Regions from separate parts of the Mus musculus genome. Here all the other regions are linked to region 2. The links are chromatin contacts, called in public Hi-C and HiChIP or PLAC-seq maps. All regions are on one chromosome and are shown on one strand. The core of a region is the stretch at or near the end of the contact, and the rest is flanking DNA. Distances in the headings are between cores, read along the strand shown.

What was found. Hi-C and Micro-C count contacts between places; a contact is called where the count stands out from the background. HiChIP or PLAC-seq counts read pairs in DNA pulled down with a chosen protein or histone mark.
Region 1: a Hi-C map of the N1E-115 cell line shows a contact between it and region 2, with 5 times the contacts expected there. The contact joins two enhancer-like sites. A contact is called at or near these places in 1 of 484 Hi-C or Micro-C datasets (the N1E-115 cell line), 4 of 115 datasets of contacts at active chromatin or transcription factors (differentiating embryonic stem cells and embryonic stem cells) and 2 of 9 other capture datasets (adipose tissue and pancreatic islet).
Region 3: an H3K4me3 HiChIP or PLAC-seq map of neural tube shows a contact between it and region 2, with 2.3 times the contacts expected there. The contact joins the promoter of A230070E04Rik here to the enhancer-like site in region 2. A contact is called at or near these places in 1 of 39 promoter capture datasets (pre-B cells), 1 of 484 Hi-C or Micro-C datasets (nephron progenitors), 3 of 115 datasets of contacts at active chromatin or transcription factors (differentiating embryonic stem cells, embryonic stem cells and neural tube) and 1 of 9 other capture datasets (adipose tissue).

Annotation. Positions count from the first base shown.
Region 1 is chr14:68,072,809-68,077,375 of GRCm38.p6, forward strand. The region is part of intron 1 of Gm31107 (a long non-coding RNA gene); the gene reads right to left. Among named protein-coding and RNA genes, the nearest start is that of Gm31107, 5.8 kb to the right of the region's middle. Within about 2 kb of position 1,318, at least 3 of the 459 cell types and tissues checked have an H3K27ac peak or open chromatin away from gene starts, as enhancers often do. A contact at or near this core is called in the N1E-115 cell line, where this site is marked.
Region 2 is chr14:68,194,993-68,199,218 of GRCm38.p6, forward strand. No RefSeq gene overlaps it. Among named protein-coding and RNA genes, the nearest start is that of Nefm, 72 kb to the left of the region's middle. Within about 2 kb of position 2,684, at least 36 of the 459 cell types and tissues checked have an H3K27ac peak or open chromatin away from gene starts, as enhancers often do. A contact at or near this core is called in the N1E-115 cell line, differentiating embryonic stem cells and neural tube, where this site is marked.
Region 3 is chr14:68,121,093-68,125,390 of GRCm38.p6, forward strand. A230070E04Rik (RIKEN cDNA A230070E04 gene) reads left to right here and starts at 2,660. Exons shown (of 3, transcript NR_045897.1): 1 at 2,660-3,736. Nefm (neurofilament, medium polypeptide) reads right to left here and starts at 3,912. Exons shown (of 3, transcript NM_008691.2): 1 at 2,648-3,912; 2 at 1,729-1,853; 3 at 1-292. The coding sequence starts at 3,721.

The DNA.
Region 1 (4,567 bases), core at 68-2,567, 120 kb before region 2:
ACACCCTGAATTCACAGCATTTGTTATAGAAGTCTTAATGATCTAATGTGCTAACGCCATAGAACAAGAGCCAGATGTATGATACTATTAGAATCTATTAGAATATATCTATATAAATTAGAAAATACAAATGATCGAAAAGCACCAGGAGATGAATTGCTGTATAACAGCTATATATCTGGTGACAGCTTCAATGTAATAGAAAGGCAACCAAAAGCTTAGGAAATACACTGGAAAGTGTTTTAGCACCTTTACTGAGAAGTAAATTGTATTTGACAAGATACATTTACTCTAGTAAATTACATGACTTTGAATATTTCCATACAATTGTGCACCCACCCAAGTAATGGGATTTTGGGAAATTTCAACACTCAAAAGTTACCTTGTGAGGGCATTTCCTCCCCATGTTCCCTCTTCCCTTCAGTTTAAGCGCACAGTTCCAAATTATGTTTCCAGAAACAAATGACAAACCCAATTGTCATTCTTTTGTGAAAGTTCATCTTGTAAGAGGATGTTTTTTAAGGGTAGCCATGTTGCATTTTGATTGTGAGCGCTGTTTCTAAATAAATGTCATGTGGCTCCAGACAGCGGATGATTTATTAAACAAGATGGACTCCACAGATGTGGAAGGAGTGCAGTCATCAGGTTCTGCAGTCCAACTGACTGGTAACTGTGTGAAGAGGAGCTCGTGACCTTCCTGCTCATACAGCAGGCTGGTATTCTGAAAGAACGTACCCCACTGGGTATGCGCGTGCCTGTAAACCCAGCCTTGATGCAGGAGGATGCTGAGTTCAAGAGCAGCACAGGCTACATATTAATTAATTAATTAGTTAATTAATTAATTAGAAAAATGAGACTACAACAGACTACTTGAGTCTTGGAGATCCCTTAGCATTCTTTGTGTCTGTGAACAAATGAGAAATTGTTCCAGGCTCCCTAGGGACGGTCCAATTTTTGCATGTGGTTATCGACACAGCTAGATCTAGAGTCAATGCCTGAGCCCTGTCTGCTATCATTTCAGTTGCATACTGCAGCTTCCCCAAACTTTGAAACAGACATTGGGAAAAGGTGATAAAACTGTGATATATACACATGAAGCAGTCACAATAAAACTTACCTTTTTGAATAATGAACACACACTAAAGAGCAAAACAAAACAAACAAACAACAAAAACCAAACAAAATACCCAGACTTTAAAACCGATCTACAGAGAAACAGCAAATCTACAAAACACAGTTGTCAGGAGAACATGACAATGCATTTATCTGACTTAGGTGATTTTCTTTCCCGATTCTGCCGACTCCAATCGCTGTGCAGGCTGTGTTACCATGGTGACAACTACAGATTATTCTCCTGTCCTCTCTATAAACCTCAGACTTCAGGGTCTACAAGTCCCTAGACATTGATCTCAGACTCTTCATTTCTATTTTTCAAAAGAATATCAATCCATAAATCTTAGGAAGATATAAAGAGAGAGAGAGGGGGGGGGTAAGATGAGGGAGTTCTTCAAATTCTCACACTGGGTTTAGATGAGACATGCGCATAGATGCCAGCCAGGGTGCTTTAATCTGTAACCCTGAAGCCACAATAAGAAAAGAATATGCTTTTCTTCCCTTCTTTATAACTAATCCATGAATTAAAAAAATAGGTGGGTGCATAAGTTCATTGTATTATGGGAGGGGGTCTGATTTGATAGATAAAATATGGCCAATCATCCGGCTATTTATGATTCAGCCCCATCTGGCAGGAAGGACAAATTTATGCAACAGTTCCAACTAGTAATTCTTCCCTCAAATGCCTGGTTCTGCAGGTTTCTGCCCGGAGGCTGCTGGGTATTCACATCTGGATTAGGCACAAGCAAGCCGTACTCTTCCAGACCCTCACTACGATCACCGAGAGACAGCACGGCTCACTGGCCCTGTCTGTTGCGTATTTTCTACCCTTTTACTTCTTTTGAATCACAGAATATCAGGTTGTCTGAGCATCGGGGAGGCCAAGCATGGTCAAGGCCAGCTCAGAGGTGGAGTGAACCTTGTGAAACATTCTTGCCTCATCCCTGGGGTAGCCCTTCTGTCTTTGAAACGGAGCCAGGCCATCACTTTCTACAGCTGCCGCCTGTCCATGTCGTTCACAGCAGACAGCCGTGGCCCTTACTTAAGCCATCTTTCTAAATTTCTCTTTGGAAACCGAATTGGAAGTCAATTTTAATTTGGATGACTTCTAAAGTAAATCCTAATCATCGTAATGGGCAAAACATTTTTTTTCTTTTTTCTTTTTGGCAAGAGGCAAAAGGGGCCACTTTGAAAATTGAAATACCTCAGGCCTGTTCAGAAGTGCATCTGTTATGCTAACATGATTTAGTGGCTCTGTTATTAAATTTGTAGGATAAAGTGAAACTGAAAGATGCATGGGGTTTGTGTGTGTGTGTGTGTGTGTGTGTGTGTCTTCTTTTTCCTTCTGGATAATATAATAATAAAAAGGGAATTGCTAGTTAGCAAGCAGGCATCCAGCCTGTATCTGAAGAGAGATCTCCAAAACAATATTGTTCTTATAATTTTTTCAGTGGTGGCTATCTACGTTACATAGCTACGTTAAGGATGATATATTTATTCGTATATGGTTTAAACATTCTTGACCCTGAATATTTAAGCTTTAAAAACAACCCCAGACTATATATTTAAACTTTGTAGTGTGTGTGTGTGTGTGTGTGTATGTGTGTGTGTGTGTGTGTGTGTGTATGTGTGTGTGTGTGTGTGTGTGTGTGTGTGTGTGTGTGTGTGTGTGTGTGTGTGTAAGAGATCTTACTGGTATAATAATTCCCCAGAACATTCTTGTGCTTTGGCCATAACAGGGAGTGTGAAAATTTAGACAGAGTATGACCTAGCTGAGTGACCTTGGTCAGTATTCCTAAACTCTCTGAACATCATCAATTCCTTAATTGTAAAATGAAAATAATTCTCCTCTCTGTGAAGACCTAAGGACAGAGATGTATCAGGTTCTTTAGACACGGTGTTTAGACACTTGTCTGCGTGCCAGCTACCACATCTCTAAGATGAGAATGACTCCGGGATTCAAGTCCTTGGGATTCTGTGGTGATGAAGTGAAATTATCCAAGAGAATCGCTTTGCATAGTGCTTGGCCCATAGACATTATTAATAAGCAGTATTGATTAGACAAAGTATCTTAAAACAAGTTCTCCTTTCTCCTTTCCCCCTGGGATATCCTCCGAGGATAATTCTTACATGATTATGAGTTCATTCCCCGTCAACCCTTCTGGGTGGAGTGTCAGGGCTTATCTGCTAATGTTTCTTCTATGACTACTTCCTCTCCTTTTGCTTTTTTGTTGGGTGACTAACATTTTCCAGGAGTGCCTAAGAAAGAGGATGAGCTTAAACCAGTACCCGTCAATTCCCAGAAATTTTTTTTATGGTTGGGATAAAACACCCCAAAATAAACCGTTAGGGTGTTCTCCTGAAGATCTGAATTCATCCTGCACACCCCCAGATTAACTGGTTGAAATGAATGCAGATGATATCCCAATCGGATGGCACTGAGGCTTTGCAGAAGCAAGCAAACTCCAGTCTGCAAGGATCATCGTTGTCCCCACCGCTGCCTTGGTTCTGACTACTGTGTGGCCACCCACTTCATCCCACAGGGATTACCCAATGCTCACTTTTGAGTGTATTTAGCATCCTCTCTCCCACCCATTAATCACAGATACAGATCAGAGGTATAACAGCTCATCCATGCCTCTTCCCTCGATACTGGTCTTTTAACAGTTAAGTCCAGCAAAGAGAGTGGAGTTCTTATATTTAAGCAGTAACACATCAGAGAGAGTCACTAAGTAAGAGGCCACAAGAGTTCCCTATCTTTGTTTATTTGATTATATTTTATTTAGACAGGTTTGTATGGTACAGACTAGAATATCCTGGCATTCTCACTGTAGTGCAGGCTAGCTTCAAACACTAGTTACTCAATAGCTCAGTCTCTCAGTCACAGACATGCACCATTACACTTAGAAGCTCCTTTGTCCTTTCAGAATCACAATGACATACAAACATAAGAGACAATAAGATGTAGAGGAAGAGCCCCAAAGATCACTCGGACAAGAAACCTGGGTGATAGGCCCGGCTTCATTGCCTATACTTGTCTGAGTATAGACATCTCCTTACTCCTTCAGACCTCTTTTCAGCATCTTTTGAGGACCAAACACCTGCAGCATCAGCTCCTGCCTCATAGAACGGCTGTGGAGAGTCAGTACCCTAGCTCAGGCACGCCAGCTTCTCACCAAAACGTCTCTACAGTTACCGATCCGAAGCAGGATGCTGCAGACTCACATGGAGAAAAAATTAAAATTTAGGAGAATAAAGCCATAAAAAGCATAAAACCAAAAAAAAAATTTTTTTTAAACCATCGGTGTTCTCATGTGTCTCTAGAAATTTCTTGTGTATTCCTCTTAGAAGTGGTGTCCGGTGGCTGCAGTATGGTGACAGATGAGAAGGGATACTCCACAACACAGGAGAGATAGCCAAGCAGATAAAGGTTAAAGTCCCTAAGCAGACAAAG
Region 2 (4,226 bases), core at 1,434-3,933:
TCACAGCAAATGTACCTGACCCTCTGGCTCTTCTATCTTTTTGCCCCCTGAGCCGTAGATGCAGGAAATCACTGTATCAATCCTGATTAGTTAATAATTAATAGTTCATTTTTCCTTCGTAACTTGAAATGCTACTTAATGACAAGTGCTTAGTTCTAGATTGTCCACTATTTCAATGGTTTATTTATTTAGACCAGTGAGATCAAAACAAAAAACATTAGACTCAACCTTCATATTTGTTAGGTAAAACGATCTCTCGTATTGTCTCTTGCTCATCTGTATCTTAGAAGTCCTAACAGCTTACTTTTCCTTAGCCCTTTAAAATTAGCTTGTCAAGTTCTACTAAAAATTCTGGTGTCTTTTAGTATGATTAAATTAATTTTATAGATTAAATTGGAAAGTTTGATATCTTTATGATACCAAGTCTTCCTGTCCAGTGTCATCAAATATCTCTCAATTTATTCTGCTCTTCTTTTATATTCGTCTATAAACTTTTATAGGACTGTCCAGAAGGTCTTACATATAATGTCCATTCCTAGAAGCCTAGTTCCTGCTGCTTTTGTGGGAAATGCGATCGTTTTATAAGAAATATATTGATTGGAGCATGTTGGTCTTGGAGTTGATTTCCAGCTGAGATATATATTTTCAGCTCAATGGGTAAAGCTTACTTAATTTGTTTAAGTGGGGGAAAGCCTTAAATAAGGATTGTAAGGCAGAACACACATGTTAACCATTAGCTAATTTCATTTGCAGAAAAAGAAATAACTAAAATCTTTAAAACACCATAAGGCAATTGCAAAGAAAGTAACCTGAGATAAAAATTTTAAATGTAAGAGAGAAAAATATCAATATTACATAGAGGTAGGAATTTCTAATAAATGAAAATGATAATTACCATAGTAGAACAAATAGATGAAGGTCAAGAATAAGCCATCTGTAGAAGTACAGAGAAATACACATCTTTAGTATATGTGGATCAAGGATCAGCTCATTAATAAAGAGCTACAGTGACTCTTAGCACCAGAACTCACTACTTATCAACCTGGCAAAGGCAAGTGACTGACCCTAGTTGCTGCCATCACTTTGGAGACAGGCTTGTGCATACTGACTCGTAATAAGTAGCATGAACCTGGAGATTGCTTACACTCGAACACAGCGATCACACTTTTCTAATTTCTAAGATATGCACAGCTGAGGCGTTTTAGTGGTTGCGCCTAGCGATGAACGATTCTCAATAATTTAAACAATTTCCCCAAAGCTGGCTTACGTAGAGTGCTCAGAACTCAGCATCCTAAATGCAAATGAGCACCACGGAGATTTCTTTAAACGTTTTAAATCATAGAATCTTTTTTTGAAGGGGGAAGATATACTGCAAGTAATTAGTTTGCTCTCTGACATGTTTTGAGATATGTAGGCATCATGTCGTATTGTGGACTGAACTGCCAAGTGATTTGTAGCAACACTGAAAACTGCAGCCAAACTCAGCTAATATTCCAAATGTGTAAAAAAAAAAAAAGGTTGTATTTAGCCCGTGGGACAGCAAATGAATTGAATAGTGTGAGGACTTTAAATGCACTTTAGAGAGTTAATTAAGGCAGAGAAAAAACGTGTATGATATTTAGTGATGTGAAAAACAAAGCTATGTATGGCGTGTAATATACTTTGAGTGAAATATACATTTACAAATACATATGTATATTTATTTACATGTGCCTAGAGATGTGCGCAGGGGGAGAGAAAACTCAAAATGTTAATAGATGTAACTGCTGACCTGTGATTATTCGTGACTCTAATTTTCTGTCTTGATTTATTTCGTTATCCCTTAATGACTGCTAATTACTTTGATTTGAAGGCAAACGTCATGCTTTTAAAGTTATTGCCAAAGATCTGTCTTTTATACTCCTGTTAGTTGTTATTGAATGCATCTCCTCCCACCCCTCTGTTCCCTTCTCACTTTTCTAGTCTCTAGTCTCTACAGAGCCCTGTTTAGGCTGCCAATTATTTTAAAATGTGACTGCAGTTGGTCTAATGCAGCTGCTCTCACTGCTTCAAGGTGACATTGATTTTTTTTTTCCTTTAAGCGAACGTTTCTTTTGGTGCAGAAAACAATACCTCTTACAGGATCTGTTGCATTTTAAAAGTGTGTGTTTAGATGATGTGAGTTCCATGAATAATTTACTGAATAATGGATATGCTACGTGAAATCTAACCCTTCCTGGTTCTGAAGACAGCATGTTACATGAATGGCAGGCCAGCAAGGGCTCTGAGTCTTGGGAAAATACCTTGTTCCCCAGTTGCCTGGATCTCATCTCATGCGCATTCCCAGCCACGTGCTTGCCAGATCCTATCGGTTCCTAGACCCAGTCTTTTCCATTTTCACTCCCTTGAAGAATTCCTGATGCTCTCTTGTAGTTCAAAACCAATCTCACTCTTTGTTATGTTGTTACAGCAACAACAACAACCCCCAACCCCCCCCCCCCCCCCAAAAAAAAACCAGGGCTGCGGAGATGACTCAGTGAGTGGGTAAGAGAGCTTGTGGCTCAAGTCTGAGGGCCTGAGTTCCGAGGCGCAGCACTCAGCCCTTGTGGCTGTGCGCTTCTATAACACCCCTCCCCCTACGCTGGGGCCACGGAAGGCACTGGAGACTCGAGCTTGCCAGTTAGCCAGCCTCCCTGAAAGAATGATGAGCTCGGGTTCAGTGAGGTAACCGGTCTCCAGAGGCTGAGGGAAGTGCTACCTCCTCCATGTGTGAGCATGCACGCGCGCGCAAACACACACACACACACACACACACACACACACACACACACACACACACACACACACACCGCCCCCTGCTCTAGATGATGAATCTAAAGAGAATTTGCACTTATCCCCCATTAGCAGAACAGCCCTATCTCAGGTCCCAGGAGGGATGTTTCTTTGTCTTCTCTTTAGTGTCCCACTTTCCCTCTAACTTAGGTCCTTCATGCTTTCAGGAGGCAGAGAGGATTCTCATGTAGGACAAAGGAGAGAAACAGCTTAGCATCAACATTTAGGGATGTGGTGTCAGTCGTAGGTAATTTGGTCCACAGTGAGATGACAGGACAAAGGGCTCTTCCTGCAGGGTTAGGAGTATCCCTTAGTGGTGAAGCACTTGGCTAGTAAGCCCAAGGCCCCTTGTTCAAGCTCCAGGGATGGCAGCAGCACCCCCCCCCACACACACACTCACACACACACATAGAGAAACATAATAAAATTATCACGTGGATATCTCTTTAGGATTCAGAAATTCATAGGTCAGTTTATGATTTTAAAGTTATGCAAAGGTGTAAACATTTGCATATTTTACTTTCAAGGCCGGGAATTCTGTACAGTAATCCTTACTGGTACCTCTACTTTGGTTTAAGGGATGGTAGGTGTCGAAGTCCCCTACTGCTCCACTGCAGTTCAAACCCACCTTTATACACTTTAACATCGTTAGTCAACTCAAAATATTTCTGGGAATTTTCTTTGTTGCTTTTATCAAACAAAACACATTAAAACAAAATAAATAACCCAATGACCTCTACTGCTTTCCTCGGTGGATGGATTTTTAATAACATCCCCCTTTTAACTACTCCTTGTTACTTTAAGTGAGAAACACACACAGCAGTCTTGTAATCAGCCAGTGACTCCTCTGGGCATTCACTCCCCACCTCTGCATTCCTTCTGCCTCTTCCAGAGCTTTCTTCTCCCACCTCCCCTGGGCTGTCTGCTTTGTCATTATAACAGCAGGTCAAATGTCACTTATTTAGTCACTGTCACGCAATGGGAATATCCTCTTCCCCCTGCCCCCACTCCTGCCTTTTCACTTTCCTTCCTCATTTTTCTTGCAGAGCGTGCTGGGGTCTAAAATCCGCTTTATTTTCTTCTTTACTTAGCTGTTTATAGTCTATCAGAGGACTGTCCCCATCTCTTCTTATAGCTGCTGGAAACCAGCAAGAGTAGCAGGTGCATGCATCACAGTGCTCGTGATCTGAGGGAGTGGGCGGGGTCAGCGAGTGAAACGGAACTCCAATAGGCTAAAGCCGAATCCTCACCTTTCAGTGTCCCTGTTCTCCTTAGTCATGCTGCAGGACATGCATCAGACACTTGCACTCACCTTATTGCTTCGAATACCCATGCCTTATTATCACCTTTCCAAAAGTGTGCTTAACTAAGGTTTGCTCAGCAAGACCTGTCTGAGTAACGCTATTTAAAATTCC
Region 3 (4,298 bases), core at 1,410-3,909, 74 kb before region 2:
TGGTTCCTCCTCCTTTTCTTCGGCCTCTTCCTTCTCCTCTTTGGCGGAGGCTGCCAACTCCTCTGCGATGGCTGTGAGGGTTTCTTCCATTTCTGACTTCTCATCTTCCACTTTAGTTTCTTCGATGATCTCCTCCACAAATTTGTGTTGGACCTTGAGCTTGGGGGCCTCGACTTTGGTCTTCTGAATCTTACTGGATATTGTGACTGAGGGCTGTCGGTGTGTGTACAGAGGCCCGGTGATGCTTCCTGAAAATGTGCTAAATCTGGTCTCTTCCCCCTCTAGGAGTTTCCTAAGGAGAGAACCAAAGAGGATGAGACATCAAGAAAGACTTGTTTGGTCTTCTAATCTTCATTACCACAAGCTTAATGTAGTGGGCACTTTTGAATAAATAGAACCACGTAAGGAAATACTCTTTCTACCAGGGCAGTGAGTGCTTACTGCCATTTCATCAACATGTTTATCATATCCTGGGGCAGATTCTCCAAGAGTGCCAGACAGTCCTCTGCTGTAGTGCCTAGCCACTCCCAGTAGACAACTAACCACACCCAGTCAGTAAATGCATCTCTGCGGCAGGCATGCAGTTGCGCGGCAGGCATGCAGTTGCGCGGCAGGCATGCAGTTGCGCGGCAGGCATGCAGTTGCTGTAGGTGTAGTATGAATGTGCTAAAATGGTCTCTAGTGGCCAACCCACTTTGTCCCCCAAACGGTGTCCTCCCTCATCATTTGAATTGCCAAGATTTCTATGAGTTTTAAAAGCAAATAAAATGTTCAATTTAAAATTAAAACTATTGAGCATAAGTCAGAATGTTGATGAATTTAAATTATAGCTACATACGAATATAGGTGAAGCAAATTATAATTTGTTCAGTGACAGAATGTCTCTTGGTACAGTCGTTTGGTTCCCTTAAAAAGACAGTGCAGCTTATTCTTGCTGTAACAGCCTTACAGGAAGTGACTGCCTCCTCAAGAGCTGTATGCTTTGAGTCTGGCCAACAGAAAGACAGCATTACTCAGGAGACCTAGATAGAACCAGTTTACAGATAAAGAGATCAAACCTATATTTGCCTATATGTCTAGTTCTATATGTTTTTATACATACACGCTTGTCTAGATCTAGATATGAGGGTATCACACTTTACATATGTAGATAAATATATATTAAATTTACATTTCTATCCAGATTGAATGCATGTATATTATCCATAGACTTAAAGTAAGTGCACCTATATTCTAGTGTGCCTATATCTAGTCTCAGCCAGAGGATGGCAACAGTAAGCTGTAACAGAAAGAGAAGAGAAGCATGACCTGGTGTTTGTCCTTGGCTTTATAAAAGAGAACCATCAGATGAAATACTAAAAATGAAAACTTCATCTGCTTGTCAGACATACAGACGCTTGAAACAAAAATTTAAACCTATTGCTACGCCCCCAGCAACTCAAAAGTACTATTCTTTGGTGCATATTTGGGCTTTTTCATACAATATATTTTGGTTCCCTCCCCCAGTTCCACCCTCCTCCCCGATCTTCTCCGTAGTCACTCTTTAAAGCTGAAGTAGGTTGGTAAACCTGTATCTGTAATACTTAGGATTCTGTTCGTAACTGAGCTGGGGAGTCAGGGCTCTGAGCCTGTCTCACTAGGCCAGCTTTGGTTTAAGTGGGGAAGGCTGTTCGCAGCAGCCTCTGCAGTGCCTGTAGGGTCTGGACCAAGTCTGCAGAGATCCTGTACCTGTACGCGGCGATCTCGATGTCCAGGGCCATCTTGACGTTAAGGAGATCCTGGTATTCTCGCAAATGACGAGCCATTTCCCACTTGGTTCCCCGAAGTTCATTTTCCAACTGCTGGATGGTGTCCTGAAAGGTACAGGGAGTCTCTAGAAACTTCCTTCACAAGACACTTGCTATTCCCTGCCCCGAGCCCTTTCCTACCCACCCCCGGAATTCCCCCTTCCCCGCCAGTCCCATGAGCCTCGCAGACATCCCTCCTAGCTATCCCTCCTTCTTTTATGATAGTAAAATTCAAAACAAAGCAACAAAAATCAACCAGACAGTTCCTAGGCACAACACACACGGAGACTGGCAAGCCTAGAATGCCCCTAGAAGGGAGCACTGAGGAATCTGAGGAAGGTCCCTAGCGGACTTTGCCCCCCCCCCAATCCCCGCCCAAATTTTGGACTGAAGCCAGCTTTGAGAGCTCCGCCCATCGCGGCTGGAGGCGGGGGGGGGGGGGAGTGGAGAGTAAGGGGGTGAGGAGGAGGGGTGGAGATATGGGTGGGGGAGGGGAAGGGGAGCGAAGAAGGAGGCAGGAATACAAGAGACTATCTGTGCTCCTGCTTATTAAACGGTGTGTTTCTCAACGACCAGAATGTGCCTTTTTACTTTTACAGTAAAATCTATCGTAGGAAAGCAAGTTTTTGAAGGAGATGGGAATTTCTAAGTAGTTGCGGCAAGTGGGTGGGACAAGGAGGAGGGGCGGAGCACAGACCTTGGGCTTTGGCTAACCCGCGTCTGCGAAGCTCGTGCGCGCACTGGAATGCGGCCACCAGGGAGCGCGACCAAGAGGGCCTCTGGGCGCGCTCTCGAGTGTCGTGTCGGGGGCGCGCGGCGCTGGCGCTGGCGCAGGCCGGCCGCGCAGCCGCGGTTCCTACCTGGTAGCTGCTGAGGTCGTGGTTGTGGCGCTCCTCGATGTCGCTGAGCTGCCGCTCCAGGGACTCCTTAGTGCCTCGCACCGACTCGAGCTCGATGCTCTTGGACTGCAGCTGGCGCCGGTACTCGGCGATCTCTTCCTTGGCAGAGCGAATGGCCTCCTTGTTCTGCTCGGCCGCCTCGGTGAGCTTGGCGTAGCGGCATTTGAACCACTCTTCGGCCTGGTGCATGTTCTGGTCTGAGTGACACTCGAGCTGGGAGCGGATCTCCTTCAGCGCCGTGGAGATGTCTGTCTTCAGGTAATCTTTGCGCTCTACCGTGATGTGCGACGCCTGGATCTGAGCCAGCAGGTCGGCCACCTCCTCTTCGTGATTGCTCCGCAGGAAAGCCACCTCATCCTGCAGCGACTGCACCTTCTTGTCCAGCTCCACCTTAACCATCGACGACTCTTCGATGTCTTTGCGCAGCGCGCGAATGGCAGCCTCGGTGTCGTCCCGCAGCCGCGCCTCCTCCTCGAAGCGCTCCTTGAGCCGGTGGATGTCTTCCTCCAAGTGATCGGAGTCCAGCTGCACTTGAGCCTTCTCGTGGTTCACCATCTCGAGGGTGGCGCGCAGCTCTCGGATCTCCTGGTCGTAAGCATCACCCAGCTGGGCGTGCGAGGCCTGCTTCTGCCGCAGTGCCTGGATCTCTGCTTCGATCTCCTTGTTCTGTTGTTCCAAGTAGTGCACTTTCTCGATGTAGCCGGCGAAGCGGTCGTTCAGCCCCTGCAGCTGCTCTTTCTCGTTAGAGCGGGACAGTTTGTAGTCGCCGCCGGAGCCGCCGTTGAGCAGCGACGAGGACTGGCTGAAGTCGAGGCTGCTCTCGGCCGAGCTGAGCATAGCCGAGCTGTAGGCGAGACGCGGGGCGAGCGCGCTGCGCTTGTAGGAGGAGGACACGGTGCTGGGCGAGCCGCGGGACCAGGACTGCGAGCGGAAGCCGCTGGACGGGGAACCGCTCACGCGGCTGAAGCTGGAGCGGGTCTCGGTGACCCGCCGGTAGGCGGACGGGTTGCCCAGCGAGTCCAGCGTGTAGCTCATCTTGGAGGCCTTGGGGTGTGTGGCTGTCACAGCGTTCTGCCGGCCTCGCCGCAGCCCCTTTATAGCGGAGCAGCTGGTCCCGGGCCAGGGCCCCGCCCCGTGGAGGCGGCGGCCGAGGAGGCGGGGACTGCGGGTACCGGGCCGGGGGTGGGGGGAAGGGGGAGACAAGCCTTGCGGTGATTCAGCGGCCGCTCCACGTGGGCCCGCACCACACTGGACCCCACACTTGGGTGTCGCCGGGCCGGCCTTTTCCTAGCGTCCCCTTGAGTTCCAGACCTCTTGTCACCCGGTAGCTTGCCCTTCTCTGCTTTTTCACCAGCAGTTTGCAGTTCACAGCTTTGGCGCAAGTGCCCTTTCCCAGCGCCCTTTCTTTGTCTCGCCACTCTCGGCCCTCTGAGCAGCTCTTCTCTGGCTTCCTGACTTTCGTCTGGCCCCCTACCTCTTAGTCTCTTTCTTCCTTACTTTTGGCCGTAGGGTCCGCTGTTCTTTATCACACACACCCCTCCCACCTCTCCACGAGGCCCTTCTCCCTCTACTTTTTTTTTTTTTTCTTCATCCGGCATTTCCCTTGAAGCCC